Linked DNA regions of Mus musculus: all the other regions are linked to region 2. Evidence: chromatin contacts called from public promoter capture Hi-C data. All regions are on one chromosome and are shown on one strand. Each heading gives the region's core, a stretch centred on a gene start, on an enhancer-like site or on the middle of the called end of the contact. The rest is flanking DNA. Distances are from core to core; before and after follow the strand shown. Region 1 has its middle 59 kb from the start of Gm34474. Region 2 holds the start of Leprotl1 (leptin receptor overlapping transcript-like 1). Region 3 has its middle 29 kb from the start of Gm34647. Region 4 has its middle 25 kb from the start of Gm34474. Region 5 holds the start of Ppp1r3b (protein phosphatase 1, regulatory subunit 3B).

Region 1 (2,700 bases), core at 116-2,615, 1.0 Mb after region 2:
GTGAGAGGCACGCCTCACAGTTCCCTTTGACTAATCATTTAAGAACCAGCATGACCCCGCTTCCCTTCCCGAGGCATGTCAGCCTTCTTCACAAAGAGATGGATTCTGCCGTTCAGAAATATTCTGATTTACCCCCAACTCTCTCTCAGCCCATTTCTGGTCATTTACAGAAAACAAAACAAAACCAAAAAACGACCCAGGTTGTTCACAATCAGCAATATACTCATTTCAGGAAAATTCTAAAAGCCAGTGAGGCAGTCATTTAGAATGTGAGCTTCGTATCCCACAGCTCTGAAATTACACATAATGGGCAAGCTCCCAAGGCCAGCTCACAAAAGCCTACTTACCTAGCTCCACAGACAAACCACGAGGAGTGATGGGTTTCTGTCGGAATGCCTGGCTTATACCAACTGGGAAGTCGACAGGCAGAGTAAAGTAAGTCTTGAGCTTGCTTCTACCTCACTGTTAGGATTTGGAAGCTGGGTACCAGTGAGCCAGCCCCCAGAGAGGTCAGAGATGGTTACTAAGTCACCTCTCAAATCCTAGGAACTTCCAAAGGACCAGATCATTCTAATTTAGAATGCAGAGCCTACGGATGCAGAGCCTCACTCAATTCAGTAGCCTGAACCAAGCAGGGTCAGATAAAACTGCTGCTCTAGTCTGCGCTTTCTCCTGGTCTTCCTCTTCACTGACTATGTCCCAGCCTTGGAAACATATGCATGCTACAATTTTTTCAACCAGAAACAAAATTACTCTAACAGCAAAGATGACCCATTTCTTAGTGACACACAGTGACGAGAAGATGGCGACCGGGCAGAGCAGTGTCTGAGGGCTGGTCCTACTCAAGAAAAAGGCACGGTTTGGCTGCATGAGCCCTGTAAGACAGTGGCTGCTTGCTTGTGAAATGAATGCTGTACCTGCCCATACTTCGAGCAAGAAGCCACCAAGTTCTTTGACCTTGTGCACGGCTCAGATTGATGCCATAATCCACCGAATATCGAGGCAATTCGGTAGCAGGGTGGAAACACTCTGTGCGGTAGAGGAGAGAGAGAGAGAGAGAGAGAGAGAGAGAGAGAGAGAGAGAGAGAGAGAGAGAGAGAGAGAGAGAGAGAGAGAGAGAGAGAGAGAGAGAGAGAGAGAGAGAGAGTTTGGCCTTTCTGGATCACGTCGGGGAGCAGTAACATCTACCCCTACAGCACCAGAGTGGAAACCTAACCAGAGAATCCTAGAAAAGTTAAGAGGGTTGGTTGGTGAGTTTTGTTACAAGAATCACTGCGTAAAGCCACCTATTTCCTGCTGCTGCTTTCCCTTCAGACTCACAGCGCCTCCTGGTTCTGATTTCGGGGCCGCGTTTCAATCGCCCCCTGGTGGACAGCAGGAACATTACTTTGGAAGTGGATGTAGGAGTGAAATTTCCCTTAAAAAATGCTTCTTTGGTCAAGGCTGACCAAATCATTGGGCAAAACTAGTAGATTTTTAAAGAATGTAGGTAGCCGAAGAACTCTCTGTCTTCCCAGGACCCTCCGCCCCCACCCCGGTGCTCACTCTGGAAAAGACGTGTGTCTGAATTTACCCTGCACATGACCTTGCCAACTAGGGATCCAACCAACAAGATGTGTCCAGATTGTGGTGACCACAGAGCACAGTGCTCATCAATAGAACGGCCTTTTCTTTTCTTTTTCTTTTTAAAATTGATTAAGTTATTGATTAACATTTAGATCGAAGCTTCCCCTCCCACCTCTCTTCCTAGCCCCTCCCTCTCATCCCCACCCCCTCCCGTTAGCCTCAGAAAGGATACGACCCCCTTGGCCATCCAATCATCTTTCACAGGCCTTGAATATCAGATATCCTGGATATTAGACATTACATTATGATTCATAACAGAAGAAAAATTACAGTTACGAAGTAGCGACAGAAATAATGTCATAGGCGGGGTGGGGATGGGATGTCACCACAACATGAGGAATTGTATTAAAGGGTTGCAGCATTACGAAGGCTGAGAGCTACTACTCTGGGCAGTTGGATAGCCATGACTTTTGCTTCCTCCTCTAGGGTCAGTCTTTGCCAGCAATCTTGGGGCCCTCCCCTGAATCTTTCTAACAGATGAGCAATCAGTCAAGAACGTGAACAACTTGCTCCAAATCCCAGGAAACTGTTGAGCATCTGACCGTGACAGAAAGGAATGAGACATGTTCCCATCATGACAAGCTGCTCACCAGCACTGCCTTGGAGCCGGGCTCAGAGAGAACCGGCGGCCTGGCTGGGATTTGCTGGGGGAGTGGCCAGTGCAGGCTGCTCCATAGGCAAACACCCACGCCCCTTCTGGAGCGCGCCACCCTTACCTTGGGCTCTAGCTCTCACGGAATGTTGCGGTTTTTGTATTGCCTGGGTTTGTACAATAGCGATACTCTTCCGGAGAAAAGACTAATGTTGATACCAGGAGCTAGAGGGAGGAGGGTCAGACGTTTAAGATCACCCTCAGCCATGTAATGAGTTAGGGGTTAGCCTGGGCTACATGAGACTGGCTGCCGTTAAAAAAGCGAGGGCGCCTGGAGAGATGGCTCAGCAGTTAAGGATGTTTGCTGCTCGTCCAAAGCATCTGGGTTTGGTTCCCTGAATCCATACTGAACAGCTCACTACTGCTTGTAACTCTAGCTGCACTGCAGCTGGTCCTTTAAGGAGTCTGGACTACAATGGAGA
Region 2 (2,700 bases), core at 86-2,585:
CAGGGATGGAACAGCCCAATTACCTAGCAAAAATTCTCTAAAGATGGACTACAAAGACAGAGGTGAAGGGGTCAAGTTCCCCGGCCTGGGAGTTAGCAGAAAATATAATGTATCACAGAGTAGCAGGCAACTGGCTCAAGAAATATGTAATGGTCTTTACAGCAATACTCCTTACTTAAGGGCAATCTAAAGGCCAACAGGAAGAAATATCTTGATAAGCAACCTGTAACTTTAAAAGGCACTGAAATCTTTAAAAAGTAAAATTACCCCCCCCCCCAGTCACTGTCACCAGGATTAACATTATCCAGATTTGGAGAACCATAAAAACTGTTTTCTTTTTTTAAAGAGTCCCTCATTAATGACACCGCAGGTGGGTAGAGAAACGCAGGCAACATCCTAAAAAGAACAGCACTTTACAGTAACTTCCATCCACGTTAGAACTTGAAAGGGTCTATTATAGCTCAAAAAGAGATCCGAAAGTGTCCTAGTTGCTCAGATGACAAGGTTCTATACGAGAAATAACATCTTTTTTTTTTTTAGGCACCGAAAATAAACAAGACACCAGAAAAAACGTGAACCAGGGAAAAAGCTCAGCCAAAGTCGCCCTTACCAGCGAGGTGGAAGCACCACTATCCAACTGTTTTTACTTCCAACTAGGTTATCTCTTCTACAAAGCAGGTCAGGAAATCAAAGTGATCCGCTGATAAGTAAATACAAAACTTTGCTTCTAACCCCAGGGGCAAGACTACTACTGAGCCAAGTTCCCTGTCTTCAAAGAATGCAACATCCCGTTCTCTCTGAAGAAAACACACCAATAGACAAGTAACCTTTCATCAAGGTGTTCGTTACCTTTCTTCTTAAAAAAAAAAAAAAATCACAACTACAAAGTGTCAACGTGCACTTGTGGGGGAAAGGAAGCCAGGAGCACTCTGGGTTAGCATCCGGGCTCTACTGCACCTTAAAAACACCAAAGATGCATTCGATTTAAGAGGCAGGGAAAGCCTGTGCACCGCGATCCCGGGAGCGGATGCAGAGCCCGGGTTTGGGAGACGGGCGCGTTCGTGCCTCGGGTGGGAAACCACACTGGTTTGCCGTGCCGGGCATTCCTCCCGATCGCAGCCCTCAATGTCTCTGGGTGCAAACTCGCGCAGACCGCGTCGGTGGCCGGGTTGCCCCGTTCTGGTCCAGGGGCGGAGCGCCACCGCCGGAGGAGCCCGGCTGGGTCGTCCCCACGCCGCCCCGCCCCATCCCTACGGCCCCGGCCCCGCGGCCCAGGCCCACCTTTGATGCCCGCCATGGCGGTGACGTCGCTCCTGGCTCCACGACCCGGGCGGTGGCCGGGAGACCCGAGACGCGCGGCGGCGGCGGCGGCCAGACAACACCCGGAAGTGCACCCCGCTGCACTTCCGCCGGCGGCTCGCGCGGGGGCGTGGGGGCGCGCGAGGCCGGGCCGGGCCGGGCCGGCGTCCTTCCTTCCGCGGCTGAGGGGGGCCAGCTGGGGACGTGCGGGGCAGCTCCGGCCCGGAGTCCCCGCGGTCTCGAGAAGAGAGCGTGCGGAGCTCGTGAAGATGCGGGCGATGTCTTTGCGGGATCGCCTCACTTTCTGCCCCGCGAGCCCATTTCTCCTCCCACCACCCAGTCTGTGACACGTGAGATGGGTGGTCTCTGCTTCTCTCCTTGGGTTCCTAACACAGATCCCATGAGGTCCCCTCCACCCCCGCAGGGAGTCAACGAGTCATAATGTGAACATAAAGATGCTTCCTCTTGGGAGTCGGAGAGCTTTTCAGTCTTGGTGACAAAAAGGATGGGGAAGTGGGGGGGGGGGCGCCCCGCAGAGATCCTATATATTTATGTAAGCTTCCCACATAGCATATGCTGGGGAACCGGGTAGGCGTTGGGATGAACAAAACCAGGTGTAGTTTCTGCCCTCGGGTTGTTTGCAGACTAGAAAGAGAAAATACTCAAAAGAGAACAAAAGTGCGACGAAGATAATGGATAGCAAGAGGGATCCATCTGCACTCCAAAATATACCACTGGGGCGGCGGAAAGATGACTGTAGCTGAAATCAATTTTAAAAAAGAGAGAGACATAGAAGGGGAATTGGCTGCGCTCCTTTTCTGTACAAAATCAGACCGATTTAAGTTTCTCCTTGTAAAGGTAGCCGGAACTTCCTTTCCTGTGTTACATGAGAAGATATTTGCAACACAAAATTTCCCATGTGTAAATATTTTCATTTCTGAGGAAGAGACAGATGTCTCTGTAAGCAGCCGCAATTGGAGTTTGTAGAAATGTTACAGAAATAGCCTTTATCTCCCTTAGTTTTCCCCTGAAAGCCCAAATTTCTTCCATTTAGTTGCTTTCCCACAGCGTATTGCCTTTTGTTAAAATGCCTTATGGGCTCCCAGACCTAGCCGGTTGTGTTTTCCTTTATTCGGAACCTTGCTAAGCCTGTAAAATACAGCCTGTAAAATACACTCTCCCCTTTAATAGGCCTTACAGCTGCTAATATGTAGGTCTCCTCTGTTGAATCTAAGAAGGCAGAGACAACCTCTATCCTAGAAATATCTAGGAAATAGAAGACATGGGAAATAGTCCTTTGGTTTGATCTGACAGGACTCTTTTAATGGAAAGACAAAGTTGGGTTGTTTGTGTGTGTGTGTGTGTGTGTTGGGGGGCAGATGGAACATGCTCTTTGCTAAT
Region 3 (2,700 bases), core at 177-2,676, 1.1 Mb after region 2:
TCTTCAACCCCACCATAAACATAGATAAAAAGCATGGTGAGACCATCTCTCCTGTCACGGGTGGAAACTGTGGCCGGAAGAGACCTCGTGTCTACTGGCCTGTCACACAGTGTGTAGGGCTAATGTAGACTGTCAAACAAATCCCCCAGAAACCCTTCTCTCGTCCATACCCCCACTACTGTGGACTTCACTGAGAGCCACCTGTCCTCTGCTGGGGCCAAACAATGCTCTCGTTCTTGTCCCTGGCGTGAGCTTAAATGTCCACCCTCCCAGATCCTGCGTCCCTTTACAAGGTTTTCATTGTGCAGTCGAACATCAAAGAGCTCGGCTTCAATAGACCCTGCTTTTGAGACTGAGACGCACTTCAGTCTCCTTGTTGTAATTCATAAACCCAAGAAGACCAGGGACCCGGCTCCACACCTCTGACCATTATCATCACAAACGGTGAAGTCAAATGAGTTAGGAGAATTAATCTCTGAGTGAGCACACTGGGGGAGGAGGGTAAGAAGTCAATATTTCCAAAGGATACATACATACAGTAGCACCTTGGAGAACCGTGTGATTAAAGGAGGGAATTTAAGATTTCTATATGAAACAAAGGGTGAAAAAAATGTTTTGTTTTATTTTGTTTTGTTTTGATTTTTCAGAAAGTTCATCCCAACCTTGAGAGCTGGCCAGAGACTTTAGCGGTCAGTTGTCTCTTTCCTAGTTTCAGAATTCAACTCTATGTGATTTGATTATATAAGAAAATGAGAGGAAAGACTTTGGCCTAAATAACAAGTCATATGACCATTCTTATCTAAAAGTATACTGAGCGGTGGTTTTTTTCCATTCTAAAATAAGGTCAGTTCTCACACACACACACACACACACACACACACAATGTGCCAGTACTGCAAGCAACACCTTTTGGGTGGGGGGAGGGGAGGCCTTTGCTTGAGAGTGCAGGGCTGACAGGCGGCCTTTGTTGGCTTGGACTCAGAGAAAGTCCAGACTTCTTAGGAACTGAGCAGAAATTCAGTCTTGACTTAGTGTGGTGTGACACCTACCTTATAATTCAGCCGTCGGATGCCTTCAGCTTCATGTGTATGTAAACTAAGGAAGGTTCCAGCAGCTTTAAGGCTTAAGGGATTCAGGCAGAAGGTTAGCTTCTTATTTCGGGTTGACCACCCAGAAACAGCATCTCCATGCTTGCCCCGGGTCTAACCTCATATGTTTCCCTGGGGGACTTTTGAACCTAGTTTGATGGCTGGTTACACTTGGACCTCTAATGGATTTTATGTGATAGTACAATCTGGGCCCAGAGACAGAGGTTTCTAATCACAAATCAGAACAAATATCTCTAGGAAGGCGATAGTCATGATAGACTGAAAACCCTGTGGCCCGGATTACAGTGAGAAATGACTATCTCTTACTCCTGGAACGGGTGGCTATGCTACCTCACAGGACAAAAGGACACAGGGACCTGGCAAAGGCAATCGACTTACAGGACTTGAAATTGGCTGTTGCTGCTGGACTGGGATCCGGGAAACTGCCAGGAAACAGGACCTGTTCATCTTCAGGGACTGTAACAGACCCCTGAGGTATTCGAAATAAAGGAGGCTATATTATGGCCACAGGTTCAGAGGTTCGAGTCTGCGCTTTGGGTCTGTGTCGAAGCAATATATCATAAGAGAAGTACAGCAGTGTGGCAGAGCAACATAGCTTCCCTCCTGATTAGCATGAAGAGGGACAAGGACCCCGGGATCTCAGGATCTCCTTCAAGGGCACACACTCCTCAGTGACTTAAACACTCATGGAAGCCTCTAAACAGTTTTACCGCCTTCCAACAGCACCACGCTGGGGACAACATTTTACTGGCTGGATATTTGGGATACAATTAAGATCTGAGCTATCACAGCTTGCTATAAGAAAGGGACAGATGGGAGGGTTAGAGTCAGGAGAGGAGAGACAGTCATGAAGGCAGCATTGGGGTGAGGGATTTTCAGGTGCCACCCTCCTGGAAGGCAGAAGAACGGGTGCACACTAAGAAGCTGAGTGTCCCTTTAGGAGCTGGATGGGTCAGGAAAGAAGATCTCCTCAAGAGCTCAGAGCTCACTGCAACCTTGTATTAAACAAGACTCATTTAGACATCTGATCTCTGGGCCCGTAAAGATATTTGTGTCGTTTCAAGCCATTAAGTGTGTGATAATTTGTTATGGTACAGTAGAAAACAGCTGCTATTAAACACTTTTTAAAAATATTTTTTAATTAGGTATTTTCTTCATTTACATTTCAAATGCTATCCCAAAAGTCCCCCATACCCTCTCCCCCTCAACCCCCTACCCACCCACTTCTTGGCCCTGGCGTTCCCCTGTACTGAGGCATATAAAGTTTGTAAGACCAAGGGGCCTCTCTTCCCAATGATGGCCAACTAGGCCATCTTCTACTACATATGCAGCTAGAGACATGAGCTCCGGGGTATTGGTTAGTTCATATTGTTGTTCCACCTATAGGGTTGAGGACTCCTTTAGCTCTTTGGATACTTTCTCTAGCTCCTCCATTGGGGTCCCTGTGATCCATCCAATAGCTGACTGTGAGCATCCACTTCTGTGTTTGCTAGGCACCGGCATAGCCTCACAAGAGACAGCCATATCAGGATCCTTTCAGCAAAATTTTGCTGGTATATGCAATGGTGTCAGTGTTTGGAGGCTGATTATG
Region 4 (2,700 bases), core at 152-2,651, 1.0 Mb after region 2:
GTGGCCTTGTTGGACTAGACGTGGCCTTGTCAGAGGGAGTATGTCACTGGGTGTGAGCCCTTCCCTCTCCCTCCCCCTCCCCATCTCCCTCCTCCTCTCCTTCCCCTACCCCTCTCCTCCTTTCCCCTCCTCCTCCCCCTCTCCCTTCCCCTCCCCCTCTCTGCCTGTGGATCAGAATGCAGCTCTTAGCTCCTGCTCCAGCACCATTCCTGCCAGCTGCCATAATCCCACTGTGATGATAATGGACTAAATCTCTGAAACGGTAAACAAGCCTCTAACTAAATGCTTTTCTTTTAAAAGCGTTCCTTTGGTCATGGTGTCTCTTCACAATAGCACAAGTGTTCTGTCCAGGAGACCAGAAAGGTGACTAGTACAAGAATTTTCCTCAGGATGATAGCCACTGAACACACTGACCTCTTTAGGGTCACAGTTTCACATAATAATTTCAGCTTCATCACCCACCAGCCCCACCACCCTCCTAGCACCACATACTAAATCTGTGCACTAAATCACATATTAAATGCCAAGCCTAGGCTGGGTATCCTATATCTATTACTAAGTGGCTACCATGTGCCCTTTTTACTGATCCAACTGTGAAGCCTAGGGGCTGAATTTTTATCCCTTTGACATAGGGTATATTTTATACATCAAAGACAGGGAAAATAACTGTGAAATCAGTAGTCTGAGATATTTATGAAAAGAAAGGACCATGTCAGCATGGACCTACAGATAGCCCAAGATATAACATCTGTATAATATCTTAATAAATATATATTTCTATTTAAAGAATGATGCAGTTAAATATTTAAATAAAATAGACTTTTGTGTGTTATATTAAGTTATATATTTATATATCTAAACAAATAAAAATAGACACTGAGTATGAGTTATCTGAATCTATACAATTACATGCGAACACATCTATCTTCTCTGTACATATCTCATGTAGCACCCTTATTTTGTATATGGATAATATACAAATAAAATATAAACACTGTATGTACACATGTTATAGGATGCATTATAGGTCTAAAGGGTTTATACACTCATGGATATGTTGTTTCAACTGGCCTAGTCTCTGAACCCCACAGGCCTACAAGGTTGAAATAGCTAAACAGCGATTGTATGTATGTGTTTGCGGGGGACTAATTAGGGTTATCTGTAGTGAGGAGGTCTGTCCATGAGGTGGTGATGTTCATACAACAGAAGCAGGAGGGAACAAACCGAGGGTGTTGAGAGATACCAATGAAATGTGGGCTAGTAATCTCATGTCCCTTTCCCACTCCCAGGTGTGGCTCCTGCCTGGCCTCTGACTTGCAAGAGTGTGGAGCTCACAAGGATACTTGGCAGTTCTCAGCTCAGCCTCTACAAGGCAATGCATGCTAAGCCACTAGGAATGCTGGCTCCATCTGGTGGAACTCAATTCATGCTCACTCTCTGGCTCGGGGGTGGCCTTTGTGTTCACTGATCTCTGTGGAAGCCTTCCAACTGACAAAAAAATAAAAAATAAAAAAAGCCTGGCTCTGAGCCTCTGGGAGTCTCAGCTTCCTTGGCAAGCTTCTTTGGCCCTTTCAACACACCTGGAGCTTCCTGCTGCTTGGAGTCCACAGAGACTGGACCCAGGTCAACAAAACATCTCTGCATATGGCAAACATTCCCTATACCAGCTTTCACAGATCAACGGATGCTAAAAGTGGAAAGGCATGGAACAGAGAGGCCCCTCTGAGCAGTCTCAGATGGGAGAAAAGGAGAAAAGATGTTGTAAACTTCTGCACCACTAAGGGTCCCTACCCCCCCCCCCCCCCCCGTGCCATGTCTTGTTTCTTGCCCGAAGTCGCAGTTTCAAAGGAACTTATCACGCATTCATTCATGGTTCTTCTCATCCCCAGGACAACTCCAGGGAGGAAGGATTTATTCCATTCATAGCTTCATGGTGGTATCTGTCTGTTGCAGCGGGAAGGTGGCTTGCTCACATCCTGGTGGGTCAGGAAGCAGATACAGAGAGAGCTCAGGCTGGAAGCACCCAGTTCTAGCACAGAGATCTCAGCAGACAGCAGGGTCGGGTGGGGGTGGGGCACTGGGCTGTTTGGCGCCCTTTACTGTGTCCAGACTATTTAGAGACCTCATTATTATGGCTCTTCACAGAAAGGCAAACCAGCACCAGACGGCAGGAGATGATCATGCCTGCGTAAGCATAAATATGTTTACAGACTAAGATCTCTCTGACTGCTACCTAGATGTTACAGGCTCAGCTTTCAAATGAAACAGCTAGTCCTTAACATCTGGGAAAGCCTTTTGAGCATACAGAATGTTTTCCCATCACCTAGACCAGAACTGAGATTTGCCTCCCCGTGGCCATTCTCTGCATGGTTTTCCCTTGGGGCAGGTTCTTCCTGGGACTCAGCAGTGGGTGAATTTGCCCTTTCTTTACATGTGTGGTCATGCTCTCTTGGAGAGATAGCTCTAAAAGCCCATTGGCTGATTGGGAGTGGGAGGATATACTGATGCCCTTGTCCTGGAGGTGGGGGGTCGCAGGGAGTCAGGACTGGAGAGTCCCCGCATATTTGTGATGCTCACGGTGAGCAAGCGAGGGAGGAGTGGCTTAATGGATGTACATTTTGCCTACCTCTCAGTCTTAGCAGGTGGTTGCATAACAAACCAAATGTCAGAGATGCAGGGACCTTTCAGCAAAGCCTGGCT
Region 5 (2,729 bases), core at 2-2,501, 1.2 Mb after region 2:
TGTTAGCAGTGGGGAACTTTGCACACAGCCTGTGCTCCTCAGTCCGTCTCTCTACAGCCGGACCTTCTACCGTAGGAAATCGCCTCCACCCCTTGGCATGGGTACCCCGGTTCCTGATGAAATTGTGACCCGCTGTCCCCTTCCCAGATCCTGGACTCCAGCCCTGTCACTCGCCACACACTGCAGATCACGTGGTAGAGTGCTGTTCGCCCCAAGTGTAGCTATTGGTCTGCGGCTCATGTCCCGGAAGCTCATTGGCTGAGTCCTGCGTTCACGTGGGGGTGGGGGTAAGGTGGTCTTGGATAGCACCCTTAGTGGGGAGAGGTGGCTGGAAAGTTAAAGTGAGCCACAGATTGCTGGAGCTGGAATCCAGAGTGCTGCAATCCAGTGAGCAGGTGAGAGGGCTGCTGTTGCGTGGACCAAGCCGAGTGCCTGCCCCACTTTTGCCGTCGTGGTTGCTGTCACTGTCACCCAGCTCAGATGGTGGGGCGGGCTGAAGGGTCTCCCCTCCGTACTCAAGAGTGGTACCGGGTACGTACCTCCTCAAGCCTCTAGTTCAAGGTCCAGAGCCAGGAAATCTGCGGTGAGGGGCACGCGGGGGAGTTCTCCGACACTTACCATTTGTCCCACTAACACTGACTCCCAGGTAGTAGAATCCCCTAGCTGGGCTCGGGTGGCTTGTCGCTTCAGCGTGCAGAAACATCTCAGGCACCGGAGCTGGGATGGAGCCTAGAGGGGACCCCCGAGATCCCTAAGCGAGTTAGCCTGCGAAACGTGTCCTGAACAGAAAGGATGTCTCGAGTCCTAACGTGGCACATCCCCAACCTGAGATGTGACACTTTGGAAGATAATTCTAGTTTTTTGTGGCAGAATCTGGAGTCCAAATACAAGCTCCCGGGGCTTCAGTTTCCCGTTACGAAATAGACGCGAGAAACCCGTGTCCCAGCCCTGACTCCATCAAGTAGTGCGGACCAGTCCCTACTACTCCCCACTTAGGTTCAGATCTCCTTTTGCTGCACACAGGCAAGAGGCACACGCTGTGTCGTCTCGGGTCTCGGAAGGCAATGGGCTCGAGGCGAGCTCCACCCGGGAACGGGGCAGCCCGCGTGGGGGTGCTCGCGAGGCGCTGCCCCCATCTGGGCTGTCCCGCCGCCAGGTCCCGCCCTGATGTGATAACTTGGGCTCCTCCTCCTTGTTCGTCTCCGGGAACTAAGCCCAGGCCCTACCCCCGGGACACCCCGACGCTCACGTAGTTCAGTGGCAGCAATCAACCCTGACACTTCTCTCAGGCTCTCCCATGAGGCCAGCGAGCAGCGGCCCCGGCTGCGGCGCCGCCGGGAGAGGTAGGTGCAGACCCAGTCTAAGCTGGGGCGAGGGCGGGTGCAGGCACACCCTGTGTCTGGTGGGATGGGGACTCGCTGACCTTCCCCCAGGGACTTGTTCACAGCTACCGTTTTGAACCCAGAGGAGAGGCTCTGAACCGGACGGCAGCTTCAGAACAGGGGATGGCAGGCCCACGGGGAAACAGAGAAAGTTGAAAAAGACTTGAGTGGGGGAACTTGCAGAGTTGCTGGAATGTGGCCCTGTCTCAGCTTGCGGGTCCAGGAGAAAGAAAGGCTTCTTCAGCCTAGGCAGGGAAGGAACTGGTCCCTTTGGCAAGAACGTCCAGGAGCCAGGGAGAAAGTAGAGACAGCTGAAGTAAACTAGGGCCATTTAGGGGAAAGTTAGTAGAAAGAGAAGCATCGGGGCCCTATTAGCAACCTTGAAGGTCAAAGCTGCAAGTGACCTCAGAAGAAACCCTTAAACCCGGAGAGTTCTTCGTTTGTTAAAGCTCAGCTGGGCAGAGGCCTTCTTAGGCCTGAGCTTCTTGCTGTCTTTGGCCCTTATTAGCTGGTGTGGGCTGCCTCATTCAAAGCTACCTGACTGCTCATTATGCGGCCCTATTCAAAAACATTTCTCTTCAAGGATTGAGGGGTGTATACATTAAAACTGTAATAATTAGGGTCTGTATACAAAAGGGGGCCAATGTCAACTTCATACATATAAAAGTATCAGCTAGACATTTGGGGAGAGAACCGAGATTTGCTGAAAGGGGGGGGGAGGAGTGGATGGTGGTGTCTTGAATTGGTTGAGGATATTTATCTAATGTAGTGTTGCGGTGGGTTATTGTTAACTTGGTTTTGACATCAGCGAGGAAGAGTTGCAGAAAGAAGGTCTCAGTCAGAAACTCAGTCGCTCAACTGCCTGAAGCTAGGCAGGTTGTGGGTTTTGGTTTTTTTTGTTTTGTTTTGTTTTGTTTTGTTTTTTGTTTTTTTTGGTTTTTGGTTTTTTTTTTTTTTTTTGGTTTTTTGTTTTTGTTTTTCTGTTCAGACTTGTCAAGCTTAAAAGAAATATTACTGGCCTTCTAAGGCTGGCAGCATCTTGAAAGACCACATTATTTCAGTAGGACACAGAAGGTATTTCTGCAAGCGTCCCAAACCTGGCCCAAGCTCTCTTCAGAGGCAGTTGACTTCTGAGGCACCCACGTGAAAGCAGGGTGTGTGATTGTTCTTGGGAAACAGCTCCTTAGGCTCCTGGGATCCTGTCCTGCAACTGTGTCCAGGTCCTGTGTCGCTTTACCGGCTCAAATGTGCATCGGTGGTCTCTGCTACTGCCTGTTTCCTCGGTAGAAGGAAAGCCTGGGGCAGTGTTGGAGACAGAATAAGGACTTCAGTACATACACGAGTGTG

Evidence for each region. Promoter capture Hi-C pulls out the DNA fragments that hold promoters and counts their contacts.
Region 1: a contact with region 2 is called in a promoter capture Hi-C map of hippocampal neurons, with 6 times the contacts expected there. The contact joins the enhancer-like site here to the promoter of Leprotl1 in region 2. A contact is called at or near these places in 4 of 39 promoter capture datasets (the C10 cell line, cranial neural crest, embryonic stem cells and 1 more), 8 of 115 datasets of contacts at active chromatin or transcription factors (astrocytes, bone marrow-derived macrophages, embryonic basal ganglia and 4 more) and 2 of 9 other capture datasets (liver and macrophages).
Region 3: a contact with region 2 is called in a promoter capture Hi-C map of liver, with 3 times the contacts expected there. The contact joins the enhancer-like site here to the promoter of Leprotl1 in region 2. A contact is called at or near these places in 4 of 39 promoter capture datasets (hippocampal neurons, liver and stem cell-derived epiblast-like cells) and 3 of 115 datasets of contacts at active chromatin or transcription factors (astrocytes, cardiomyocytes and stem cell-derived neural progenitor cells).
Region 4: a contact with region 2 is called in a promoter capture Hi-C map of liver, with 5 times the contacts expected there. The contact joins the enhancer-like site here to the promoter of Leprotl1 in region 2. A contact is called at or near these places in 9 of 39 promoter capture datasets (the C10 cell line, cranial neural crest, embryonic stem cells and 3 more), 6 of 115 datasets of contacts at active chromatin or transcription factors (acute myeloid leukemia, astrocytes, embryonic stem cells and 1 more) and 2 of 9 other capture datasets (liver and pancreatic islet).
Region 5: a contact with region 2 is called in a promoter capture Hi-C map of embryonic stem cells, with 5 times the contacts expected there. The contact joins the promoter of Ppp1r3b here to the promoter of Leprotl1 in region 2. A contact is called at or near these places in 6 of 39 promoter capture datasets (the C10 cell line, embryonic stem cells, hippocampal neurons and 2 more), 2 of 484 Hi-C or Micro-C datasets (Th1 cells and bone marrow-derived macrophages), 8 of 115 datasets of contacts at active chromatin or transcription factors (astrocytes, embryonic hindbrain, embryonic stem cells and 4 more) and 2 of 9 other capture datasets (liver and macrophages).

Annotation. Positions count from the first base shown.
Region 1 is chr8:35,158,171-35,160,870 of GRCm38.p6, forward strand. No RefSeq gene overlaps it. Among named protein-coding and RNA genes, the nearest start is that of Gm34474, 59 kb to the right of the region's middle. Within about 2 kb of position 1,366, at least 32 of the 459 cell types and tissues checked have an H3K27ac peak or open chromatin away from gene starts, as enhancers often do. A contact at or near this core is called in bone marrow-derived macrophages and hippocampal neurons, where this site is marked.
Region 2 is chr8:34,145,404-34,148,103 of GRCm38.p6, forward strand. Leprotl1 (leptin receptor overlapping transcript-like 1) reads right to left here and starts at 1,336. Exons shown (of 4, transcript NM_026609.2): 1 at 1,282-1,336. The coding sequence starts at 1,297.
Region 3 is chr8:35,289,260-35,291,959 of GRCm38.p6, forward strand. No RefSeq gene overlaps it. Among named protein-coding and RNA genes, the nearest start is that of Gm34647, 29 kb to the left of the region's middle. Within about 2 kb of position 1,427, at least 9 of the 459 cell types and tissues checked have an H3K27ac peak or open chromatin away from gene starts, as enhancers often do. A contact at or near this core is called in liver, where this site is marked.
Region 4 is chr8:35,192,515-35,195,214 of GRCm38.p6, forward strand. No RefSeq gene overlaps it. Among named protein-coding and RNA genes, the nearest start is that of Gm34474, 25 kb to the right of the region's middle. Within about 2 kb of position 1,402, at least 23 of the 459 cell types and tissues checked have an H3K27ac peak or open chromatin away from gene starts, as enhancers often do. A contact at or near this core is called in liver and pancreatic islet, where this site is marked.
Region 5 is chr8:35,375,411-35,378,139 of GRCm38.p6, forward strand. Ppp1r3b (protein phosphatase 1, regulatory subunit 3B) reads left to right here and starts at 1,252. Exons shown (of 2, transcript NM_001364452.1): 1 at 1,252-1,343.